Regions from separate parts of the Sus scrofa genome. Here all the other regions are linked to region 2. A link is a contact called in public targeted proximity ligation data. All regions are on one chromosome and are shown on one strand. The core of a region is the stretch at or near the end of the contact, and the rest is flanking DNA. Distances in the headings are between cores, read along the strand shown. Region 1 overlaps CRADD (death domain-containing protein CRADD). Region 2 holds the start of SOCS2 (suppressor of cytokine signaling 2). Region 3 overlaps CRADD (death domain-containing protein CRADD).

Region 1 (4,177 bases), core at 1,546-4,045, 200 kb before region 2:
TTTACTTGTTCTTCTTGTTTTTGAACATAGCTTTAAAGAGCCCTTTTCTGTTGTCCTTAGCACTCTCTGCAGCCTCAGCTCAGTCTGGACTTGAGCTTTGCAGATAGGTTTTTTTTTTTACTGGTTTTGTGCCATGCTTCTGAATTTGTCCTTGATGTACTTGTCTTCCATCTTCTGGACCCATTCTCTTCATATCCAAGCCCAGCCAAAACATCCTCATTCCCGCCCTCTTTCTTCCTCATTTCTCTAAACGGGAATTTTTTGCTGTCAGATTTTTTTTTTTTCTTTTTCTTTCTCCCTTTCTCTTTTTGTACTGTCTTCTCTTTTCAAGTCTCAAGACATTGGCAAATACCTATCCTTTTTCTAAACAAGTGTTTCCTGAAGTCACCATTACTATACAGTTAAGTCCAACTTTTCCTTCTTTTCCATTTACAAAACAATACTATCACGATTACCTCCCTTCCAGGGTTTTAGTCAACTCTACCTCAATAAACAGTTTTTCCTTCGGGGTAGAACTCAGGGCCAAGTAGTGTTTCCACCTCATTGCTTCCTCAGTCTGTGGTTCAAAAAAAGAAAAGGACAGAAAAGGTTTTGCTTTCCATGAAACATCTACCAGACACGGAGAGTTCAAGTCTTCATCAACGACTATATCTTGGCTTGGGGCAATTTTGACATTTAGCTAAATCTAAATATGTGCAACATCATCAACAACCAACACAAGACTCTCACTCACTTGTCTACACGAACCTACAATAGATGTTCGGGCATAATTAAAACGTTTTGGCTCTACTGCCAAGAGAACAAGCTGTGCTTTGAAGTTAAGTCATGACAGCTCATAGTCACAATTTCTAACCGGGTTGGCAAAGGATGAAAGTTTATATCCCAGCCTTGGTAAGTGGTAGATACACCTTACTCCTGTATTTGCTTTATTTTGTTTTTTTTTTAATTTATTTTTTAAATTGATATATAATCAAGGTACACTCTTTTACATTCTTAGTCTGCCTGTGAATTCATTGCTACTTCCAGAATCCTAACACAAGAACACAAAGGGGAATTCTAATACAGGCCAGAGCTGATTACCTTGAAAATAACATTTAAGAGAAATGAATCAAAAAGCAAAACATGCTAAAACCAAACAAAAGCCCTGAGTGGCTATGGGTAGTAGTTAGGGGTTGGTTGATAGCCAGAAATAAAGAGCAATTTTAACTGTTGTGCAGTTTAATCTGTTAAAAGTTTAGCCTACATTTATTGAATGAGCAGCAATTCCAATGGGGAAGGTCTGCATTTCAACCACCAGCTAAGCACACAACGTTTTCCCAAAGGCCCACATATTGACATCTTCAAACTAAAACCTCTAAGTCTGATAAGTGTAACTGAGCTCAGATACTCCCTAGGTAATGACAGGCCTTACACTAAGAATAGCAATAAATATAAAAATATCCACCAGTTGTTATTCAAGTGGTGCGCATGTGCCAGCATCGCTCCCTTCCTCTCCCTCACGCTCTGAATCACTGACTGAGTTTTCTCTCAAAGCTCAGGGTGCTTTAGCAAGTCAAATAAAAGTCAGAGGGAAAGTTATTTCTTAGAAAGGTTTAAAAATGGAGTTCCCGTCGTGGCGCAGTGGTTAACGAATCCGACTAGGAACCATGAGGTTGCGGGTTCGGTCCCCGCCCTTGCTCAGTGGGTTAAGGATCCGGCGTTGCCGTGAGCTGTGGTGTAGGTCGCAGACGCGGCTTGGATCCTGCGTTGCTGTGGCTCTGGCGTAGGCTGGTGGCTCCAGCTCCGATTCAACCCCTAGCCTGGGAACCTCCATATGCCGAGGGAGCGGCCCAAAGAAATAGCAAAAAAAAAGCCAAAAAAAAAGGATGAGATGCCTGTTTGCATCCTGACCAAGCACATGGAGACTAACAGTTTAACATCTACCATGTAAATTTCTATGACTTTCTTGGAGAATAAGGCATAGGCAGGGTAGTGAATCAAATACAGTGACAAAGAAAAAGACCTGTGCCTGATATAAAAAGATTTTGCCATTAGGTCAATACGATCCACACATGTGCGGTCCTAGGCCTTCCGGGTTGGTAAGCCGTCGTAGCCGCCTAAAAATGATTCACCTTCAAAACAGAAGCCTGGAGACCTACCTCCATTCATTTTGAAGCCAAAAACCTTGGACCTAAAAGAAACTAAGAAGGTTTCGGATTTTGAGCTCATCTGTGCCAGAGAACCCCGATAACGGAGAACGAGGACACACAGAGAGCAGGCTCGAAACGCTACACTCACAAGGAAACCTGGGCTTCCACAGAAAGGTGTGCTAATTTTCCTTTACGTTTCCATGTTCATTGCAAAATTAATCCCCTTTTCCTAGAGGGAAATTTTATCAATCAGCACAGCTCAGAGGCCACTTAAAATCATAACTTCCTTTTCAACATTCTTAGCATGATATCTTAGCACACACATTCCAAAAGCACAGTCCCTTCCACGGCGCAGAACAAGCTTAACTGCTGACTTGATCACCAACGACTTGCTCGTGCTCATTGTCCTTTGTGACCTTAGGTCTTCCTCCCTTTCTCCTTGACTCAGCAGCTGAGCTCAGCTTCCTCTCTGACCTTCCTTTTCCAAATGCTGGAGCACAGCAGGGATTGCTCCGTCAGCAAAGGAAACCATCACTGCCTTCCAGGAGGACAGTATTTCTGCGTATTCCAAGCCCGGAATGAGGACAAGGAGTCAGTACTTCAGTGTCCTCACCCCCATGCCCACCCTGCCTGGGGCTTGCAGAAACCGCCTCTGTCTCCATCTGCTAAGGGGTGAGGAACTACCAACCACCTCTGCAGCTGGCTCTCATCAGCCACGGAACACTCAGCTCAGCGTCACCCACAGGAAGGCTTTCCCCATCCAAATTCCCTGCCCCACTGCTGTAACAGCGTCTTCCTGTCTGCCCCACAGGCCCCCCGTAATGGCCACAGCCTCACCCTTCCCATCCCATTCCATGCATTCTGCCGCCACTCATTTCTTTCAGCAGCTTTCCTGATGCATAATTCTCACACCATGAAATTCACCCACTGACGCGTACGTGCCAGTCAATGGTTTTCAGCACACTCACGGACGGGTGTAACCATCACCACCATCTAGTTTTAGAACGTCTTCATCACCCTGTGCCTAGCAGCTGCCACTTGCCCCTCCCCCACCCACTCACCCTCCCAGACGTGAGCAAGCACGACTGTACTCTCTGTCTCTGTGGATGTGCTTAGTCTGGACACTTCACAAAACTGTGCGCACCGTTTGTGACAGGCTTCTTTCGTTTAGCCTGATGCTTTCAAGGCGGATCCACATTATAGCGTGTATTGGTACCTCATTCCTTGTACTGCTGAATAATATTCCCTTGCACACATATACCACATTTTGTTAATTCAGGCAGCAGTCAATGATCATTTGGGCTGTTTCCATTTGGGGCTGTTATGAATAGCGCTGCTATGTCCAAGGGTTTGTGTGAACACATGTTTTCATTTCTCTTGGCCACCACTTATTTTTAGCAGGCTCTCTCCTCCATGCCTCTTCTTCTCTGGCCCTAAGTCCAGGATGCTCTTTAAAAAGAAAAATACTCAGAAAAAGGAATTTGCATACACTGTGGATACAATGCAAATAAGCACAGCATTCCTGGAGGACAGTTCATCAATGTCTACCACACTTTTAACACCTGGTCTTCAACCTAGAAACTCCATTGCAGGTACCCTGCCAATAACACCTCTTCAAATCTGCAGATGGCTACGAGGATATTCTGTGCAGCAGAGTGTGTAATAAACAGCAAGGGATTAAGGAAAAAAACTTAAAGATTGTCCAATAAGAATCCTGAAGAAGCAACACAGGGACAACTATTCTGATTTAAAAAATAAGGGAGAACTATGTAGTAACAGGAAAAGCTATCCCACATAGTAAAGCAGGTTACAGAAAATGCATATATTTAATGAGTCCACTTAAATAAAAAATGATACACCTGTGTGGAAAGTAGACCTTTCTAGAAACCATAGGCAAAGAAAGGGAGGCCAGAAGCTGGCTCTGAAGTAATTGAGTGCAGTGGTCCCCCCTTATCTGCAGAGCAGGTGTTCCAAGACCCCCCAGTGGCCACCTGAAACCATGAATCGTACAGAATATGCATATACTATGTTTTTCCCAACACATACAT
Region 2 (3,726 bases), core at 1,072-3,571:
TAAAGGCAGTCCCCAGATAGTACCGGTACATTTGTTAATGGTGAGTCTACAGAGATGCTGCAGGGGTGGTGCTGATGTGTAGAGCGGTTTGGTCAGATAGAGGTGAACGGTGCCGTTCCGGGGGGCTTCTGGGCCCGTCCGCTTATCCTTGCACATCTGAACATAGTAGTCGATCAGATGAACCACACTGTCAAATTGCTTAAGCTTGGACTTGACACATATGATAGAGTCCAATCTGAATTTCCCGTCTTGGTATTCGATGCGCAGATTAGTTGGTCCAGCTGATGTTTTAACAGATATTGTTAGTAGGTAGTCTGAGTGCGAACTATCTCTAATCAAGAAAGTTCCTTCGGGTGCCTCTTTTAATTTCTCTTTGGCTTCATTAACAGTCATACTTCCCCAGTACCAACCTGGGGGTTTTGTTCGAAAAGAAAAAGAAAAGAAGGTAAAACAGTTAATATAGAGAATTTCTAAAAGAGGGCAAGTACTTGGAAACAATTCTTCTGGAAAGAAATGCGTGAGTGAAAGGTTACCAGAGGCTACCATCAATACTTTCTGTAGAAACTGAATGCAAACGTAGGTCCATTTTGCTTGCGGAACCAACTGCGAGACACTTTTCTTTTTCAAAAAGTACCTTTCTGTAACTGTTCTTCGAACTCTAAGATTTCCTCCTAACAACAACGACAACAACAAAGAGTGTTTGCAAAATGACACACTGGCTGACCAGGCATGATGCTTCTCCACCAAGTGAAATCAAGTCAAGATTTAAAGTAAATTAAATGTCAGATGTTAGAAATTAAAGCCATGCCCTTCCAGCTCCAGTAATTCTGACAGAATAAAAACCAACTTTTTGGATGTCCGTGGCCATCCTCACCCTCCCCAAACCTGTTAATGGCTGCGTCCATCTCCCTTTCCAAAGGTCTGGGAAGTGCTTCTATTTACTTGTTTTCAAAGGGCAGTTCAAGTATCATAGCTTCTGTTTGCTGCTTTGACCACAACTACCTTATCGGCCATTGAGAAATTGAGAGAAAGCACAATTGATAATTACTTCTTCAAGTTTCCAGTCTTGCATAAACTCTCCTGGACTTTGCCCTAATCCAAACCCAATCACAACCGTCGGTCTCCCCAACATTCTCGATTCGATCTGCCTGCTCAGCTCCCGGGGCCCATCAGGTTCTTAAAATGGACTTAGCGACAGCCTGCACTTTAAAAGTCTGACCAACACGCGTCCCCTCCACCCCCCACCCCCGCCGCCCAAAAAAAAAAAAAAAAAAAAAAGGCTCGGAAACCTGCAATTTGCTGGTTCCTCCCGCGAAGGGAAAGCCCGTGGCCTGCGCGGAAAGACCGGAACCTCAAGTGAAGGAAACTTTCCCTCTCCTCCCGAGAGCAAAACTGCAACTGTGCCCCAAACGTAAGCTTTGAGGATCCAGATTTTAAAGTGAGCTAGCTTGCCAGATTTTTTTTTTTTCCAATCTTTTCTTCTTTCAGATGCCGAGAGACAACAGGGAGCCGCTCAAAGCCACTACACTTAAAACAAGCAAGCCCACTCTGGTCGAAGGCTTCGCAACCCTCCTCCTTTCCGGCTCTGCCGCAGCCGCCTGCGCGGCAATCTGTCGGTCCCTGAACTTGGCGGCCAAGATTCCAGGCTGCAGCGGCTGCCGGGCCCGGGAGCCGGATGCAGCTGAAGCTTCGGGCAGCGCAGCGCCCACTCGCCGCCCGCGCACCCGGTGCACAGGAAAGGCGCCGGGCACTTTCTCCGGCTAGGGTCCGAGCCCTAGTGCCGACCCCCCAAAGAGCCGCGGAAAAACAGCCGAGGTTCTAGCCCCTAAGAGGCGATTTCCAAAGAGCCCTTCTCGCGCTTTGCCCTCTCGAGTCCCTGGAGAAACACGCTTTTTTTTTCGCATTCCTAAGGACTCAGTGCCGTGTGGGCATCCTCCCCGTGAGCCCCTGCCCAGGGGCGGGGACGGCAATCTACTGCTTCTCCAGTCGGCCCCACTTCCCAGCCTCGCCAGCACAGCCCCATCCGCTGTGTCTTTGCGGAGGCACCCCCTTCCCGCACGCGTCGCGGCCGATCCGATCCCTACCTGTGTGACTAAGCTCCCGCAGGGCTTTCGCCAGTCGCGCCGCCTCTGGGGACGGCTCCTCCGCCGACCCCGAGGTCCCCCACTGGCTCTGCGTCCCTTCCGCGCCATTCCCGGAGGGCTCGAGGCACCGCAGGGTCATGAGAGAAGGGTCACCGTGGCAAAGACAGGTGGCCGCCTGAGCTGGGGTCGGAGAGGGGCAACGCGTCCTTAGAAGTCAGTGAGAACCCCAAAACGAATCCCTGAGGAGTCCCCGCAATGGTGGAGGGGATGGGGAGCTTCTGGTTCTTCTTCCCCGGGTCCCAGTGCACGGATGGTGAAGTCCCCAGCAGGCGCGGTCACCCACAGTTTGCCTGCAAAGAGAAAGTGGAGGGTTGGGTCAGTCGGAACCGGACCCCTGCGGCTGGGGCGTAGGTGGAGGGACGTGGAAAATCCCGGGGACTCCTCCGCGCCTGTGCTCCTGCACCATTTAACCCCAACCAGTTACTGTCCTGGCCCGTTCTAGAAAAAGGATAAAGAGAGAGCAAAGATTCGAGACGCAAGAGTTGGGGGGGTGGGGGGGAGGACAGGATGAGGGTGGGGACCGGGTGTTTTCCCGCCTAGGGCTGCTCGCTGAATTCGCAGACTAGCAGATTTATAAGAGCAAAGAATCACCTGCGGCTACGGTGGTAAATAGGCCAAGGCCCTAGTCAAGGACAAGTAGAAAACATTTAAAAGAACCGGAGAGGTTCCCAAATTGGCGCTCCCATCTCACACTCTGCACCGCGGGGAGCCCCAAGGGGAAGCGCCGAGCACAAATCTAGTTCCCCGCCCTACGACGCCGCGGGGCTCCTGGAGCAGAGCCGGCAGCCCGGGACACGGAGGTGCGGGAGCCGCCGCGACTCGGCGGCCGAGGCTGCCTCGCTCCCCTCCCCCAGCTTCCCGGCGCCCACTTAGGGTCGGGGTGGGGGGCGCCGTGGCTGCAGCTCCAAAGGCCATGCGGCTGCTGCTGCGTTGCCGCCGCGGGCGCTGTCGAGGAATCCGCCCGAGCGCGCAGCCCTCTCGGGGGCTCAGAGCCGCGACCTGAGCCGCGGCAGAGCAGGCGGCAGCCAGCGCTGAAGGACGTGCTAGACAACAAACGCCAAGCCCTTACCTCCGCCTCGGCAGCCGCCGCCGCCGCCTCCGCACCAGGCTGCCTCCCCAGCCGGCCTGGGGCGGGGGAGCCGGGAGGGGCCCGGGAGGAGGGGTATCTGCCCGAGTTTCCCCTGTAGACTTTTAATTTGGGAACGAGATGCCTAGGGATGTAACGAGCCATGCGCTCGGCGGCGGGGGCGGCCGGAGTTCTCGGCGCAGAGGGCAAACATAAGCCCTGGGGACCATCGCCTCGACCCTCCAGGGTCCAACACCCCCTCCAGGCTCGGACACCCCCGACCCGGGGCAGCTGCTGGGTTTCCCCCCGGCGCAACCCAGGAGATGGAAAGGAGGGAGGGAGGAAGGAGTCGGGGAGGGAGCGAGAGGGTGGGGAGGAGCAGGAGATCAGGTTATTAGGATTATTAATTTGGATGGCAGTTTACGGGAGGTTGGGGGGGGAACCTCTGGAGACTTCCAGACGCCAGGAAAGAACCGGAGAAAGCAGGCAGTAGCTCCCAGCCTCCGGGCAAAGCCG
Region 3 (3,725 bases), core at 717-3,216, 160 kb before region 2:
TACTGCTGTGAAGGGACTCTGCTAATCAAGGTTACCCATCATTTGACTTTATCCAGGTGGGACCAGTGGAATCGCAGGAGTCCTGTCAAAGCGTAAGAAGAAAACAGACTGGAAATGTAGGGATATTCAAAGCCCAGGGATTCCATATACCATGGCTGGCTTTGAAGATGGAAGGGGGTGGGGGGCTTGAGTTAAGGAACTCGGAGCTGAGGAAGACCCCTGGCTAAGAGCTCGCAAGCAAGGAAACAGAACCTCAGTCCTACAAGCACACTGGAACTGAATCCCCCTCCCCCAAGACCTACAGCCAAGAGTCCAGGCCTGCTGATGTCTTGACACAGGGCCTTGGGAGGACCTGAGCAGAGAACCCAGAAGAGCCACACTGTGCCCAAAGTTCTGACCCATAGAACGGGGAGATAATGAACGGATGTTGTTGTAAGCTACTAACTCCGTGGTAATTTGTTATAGCAGCCATAGAAACCTAATACAGAGGTAAAGCAAAAAAAGATCCAAAAAATGAGCATTTCCGAGTCAAACTGACTTTACTGATTTCAGCTAAAGCATAGAACCTTACATAGAAAACCAAAACTAAACAAAAAACTACCATAACAGAAAATTAGGATATAAATATGAAATCATCAGAGGGATTTTTTAAAATGAAAACTATGTTGCCAATATACCCTTTTATTGCTTCATCTCAAAGACCACTTAATATGGGAAATTCTGCCATTGCTCCTAAGCAGTTCAAAACATGATTTGCAAGGCATAAAGCAAGAACTGGAGCCCAAAATGTGGTTATCATTACTAAGAATCTAATCTCTTATCATGGTCTTCAAGTATGTATCACACTCACTAAAACATATGAAAAAATAATCATTTTAGGCTTTCATTATTCAGGGAGAATGAGAACCAAGGAGAGAACTGAATTTAATAAAAGGAGTAACATTTTAATAGAGTTCTCCAGCAATGTAATGGACTACCTCGAAAAGCAGTCAAAAATGTTATAAAAGAATTCTTACAATTCCATTTTCAAAATTGGCCTGAATGACCTCCACACTCTATTCCAACTCCAATTCTGTGATTCCATGAACGTAGTAACAGAGTTATGTTGGCTGCTGTAAGAATATCGGCATCATCAGAGCACTAGCTAAGCCACTATTGTTCTACGGTGAACCCATTAAATTTACCATGAGGTACACAGGGCAGGTCTCACAGCGACGGAAATTATTAGCATTCTAGGCTTCTACACAGGAATAACAATACGAATATACAAAAACGAAACTATTTTAAACGGCAGCCTTTTGGTTTGGATGGTGCAGAATTCCTCTCCCAAAGGGAAGCTGAGTTGCATCCCTCTGGTTCTGAAGTGGGAGAGAGAGTCCCGGCCCATCTGTCCCGAGATAAGGGCCCTGGAACACAACGCATTAACGTTCTGGCGTCGCACACGCACCTGACTCCACTATTACCGTTTGCTCCTTCAGAACAAAATCTGCGGCACCCGCTCATCTCACAAGGGCAGGACATTTCCCGGCACCCTGTGATTGCTAATTTACCGAAGATGGGCAGCAGCCTATTGCAAGGAATGCCAATGTTCCCGGTATGCTCTTTTCCGAACACAAACGCCAGTGTTTATGCAAGATTCACATGTCACTCAGGTTCATGTTTGGTTTGGTTTGGTCTGTTGCCTTGAGATGGGGTGCGTGTCCCTGGTTTTGGTGGAGTGAGGAAGAGCGGTCGCTTCATATTTACCTTTCACTGGGGCCAAATTGGACACATGGAAATAAACACGGCTTTCAAGGGTCCCTCCGTCACTACGGGTGCCGCCTTTGCGTCAGATGGAGGAAACCGAGGAAAACTGCCCAGTCACCCCCGGATCGCCCTCGGGGCGCCGTCGGGGTGGCGGGGTGACCAGGCTGCACAGGACCGCCGAGCGCCCCAGCCAAGCTCGCAGCTTATCTGCTGTTCGCGCAGCGCCACCGCCCTCACCAGTTCCTAGAGGAGGGATTCTGAGAAAAAAGAAAGAGCCTGGTTCCCTAGAAACATTAAATTAACACAAGAGATCTGGAAACGAAACAGCAGATGCCTGAAAGCCTTCCCCTTGACTGCTTCCTGCCTTCTTGGAAAATCTTTGCATTAAAATAGATTGGATTACTCTGCGCAGCCAGATGCTGCCCGAGAACTTCGTTTTAGGGGAACACGAAAGCCAAGTTTGCCATCTTTCAAAAAGATTTTTCTTTCCGAGGCGGTTTGAATAGTGTGTTTGGGTGGTGGACCTCGGCTAGGACCTGACGCTGAGGCTGTCTGCATGACAATAGAGACTTTCCATAACATTGACTCGCAAATCAGATAACAAAAAGCAGGGCGTGTGGAGTAGAAAGGTAGAGCTTTGCAAGGAGTGCTAAGAGTTCAGAAGTGGAGATTCAAGTCTCCGGAAACTGACTAGAAGGAGCACGGTCCGGCCCCCTTATTTCATAAGGGAGAAAATGATCTGTTTTATCTGTTAAGCCTGTTTGCTTTGATCCCAGCTATGAGAATACACAAAAAATAAAACTAACAGCATTTCCAAAGAGTCAAAACCAGAAGGAGAAAGACATGAGGAATATTGTATTCGCCTCGTCATTCTAAAACCCCATGCAAATTAATCTTATATAATTTATATTCGACCCTCTCTGCAAATTAATCTCATATAATTTATATTCGAGCCAGGATTAATAGCCACACACTTTGAGAAGAGTTGGTCTGAAGAACATAATGTATTACACTTACATGGCATCTTTACTTTCATATTTAAAGTCTTGGTGGCTGAGAAAAAGATCCAAGGCTTCCTGTGAGATATCAAGATTTTACAAAGGAAGTAAGGTTTTTACTGTAGTAGCACCTTCCTTGATATATATTTTTTTTCATAATGATTTTTATTTTTTCCATCAGAGCTGGTTTACAGCGTTCTGTCAATTTTCTACTGTACAGCAAGGGGACCCAGTTACACATACATGTGTACATTCTTTTTTCTCACATTATCACGCTCCATCGTAAGTGACTAGATGTAGTTTCCAGTGCTATACAGCAGGACTGCCTTGATACTTTAACTTTTTCTCCTGCTAACCTTTAAGGTGAGACTCCATACATCATTAACCACTATTCTACACGCATCGTGCTTTCTAGTAAACTAGACAGCAACCTGCAGTCCTAAAAGGATTCTATGCTTATCCCAAATTTGGGAACATAAGATGGGGAGGAAGTATATTACATGATATCCTGAACAAAAATAAAATTAAATATCTTTGCCTAAGCATGAAAGCAGCAAAATTCATTTTAAAGCAACTCAGTCACACAGAATCATTTCATCTGTAATAGGGCAAGTAAGTAGAACAACTCCAAGAGAAGAGCAGCCCTGAGTATTTCTGTTTCAACAACTCACTGGGGATACACAAAATCTATCATTCCTCCCTGATACATGAAAAACTAGAGGGCAAGTTCAGAGCAACTTCGGTGCTCTCGAGGCTAACGGTTGAGCTTACCGAAAAGCAAGTAAAATTCTTAAATGTTTATAAGAAAGCAAAGGAAAATGCTACAAAAATTATTTGGCTGGTAGGCCACGGAGAAAGCCGGAATCTTTTCAGGACTCACCAAACTAGGGAGCTGTTTTAAAACCGAAAGTCAAACAGCTTTGCACAGGTATTAAGTGTTTTATATGACAAAATTATCAAATGCACATACTTTTTTATCAC

Evidence for each region.
Region 1: a contact with region 2 is called in a targeted proximity ligation map of skeletal muscle. A contact is called at or near these places in 5 of 47 Hi-C or Micro-C datasets (embryonic fibroblasts, fibroblasts, heart right ventricle and 2 more) and 2 of 2 datasets of targeted methods (alveolar macrophages and skeletal muscle).
Region 3: a contact with region 2 is called in a targeted proximity ligation map of skeletal muscle, with 7 times the contacts expected there. A contact is called at or near these places in 7 of 47 Hi-C or Micro-C datasets (brain, embryonic fibroblasts, epiblast stem cells and 3 more) and 2 of 2 datasets of targeted methods (alveolar macrophages and skeletal muscle).

Annotation. Positions count from the first base shown.
Region 1 is chr5:89,383,281-89,387,457 of Sscrofa11.1, forward strand. The region is part of intron 2 of CRADD (death domain-containing protein CRADD); the gene reads right to left. Among named protein-coding and RNA genes, the nearest start is that of CRADD, 95 kb to the right of the region's middle.
Region 2 is chr5:89,582,148-89,585,873 of Sscrofa11.1, forward strand. SOCS2 (suppressor of cytokine signaling 2) reads right to left here and starts at 2,322. Exons shown (of 2, transcript NM_001097461.1): 1 at 2,085-2,322; 2 at 1-410. The coding sequence starts at 2,223.
Region 3 is chr5:89,425,700-89,429,424 of Sscrofa11.1, forward strand. The region is part of intron 2 of CRADD (death domain-containing protein CRADD); the gene reads right to left. Among named protein-coding and RNA genes, the nearest start is that of CRADD, 53 kb to the right of the region's middle.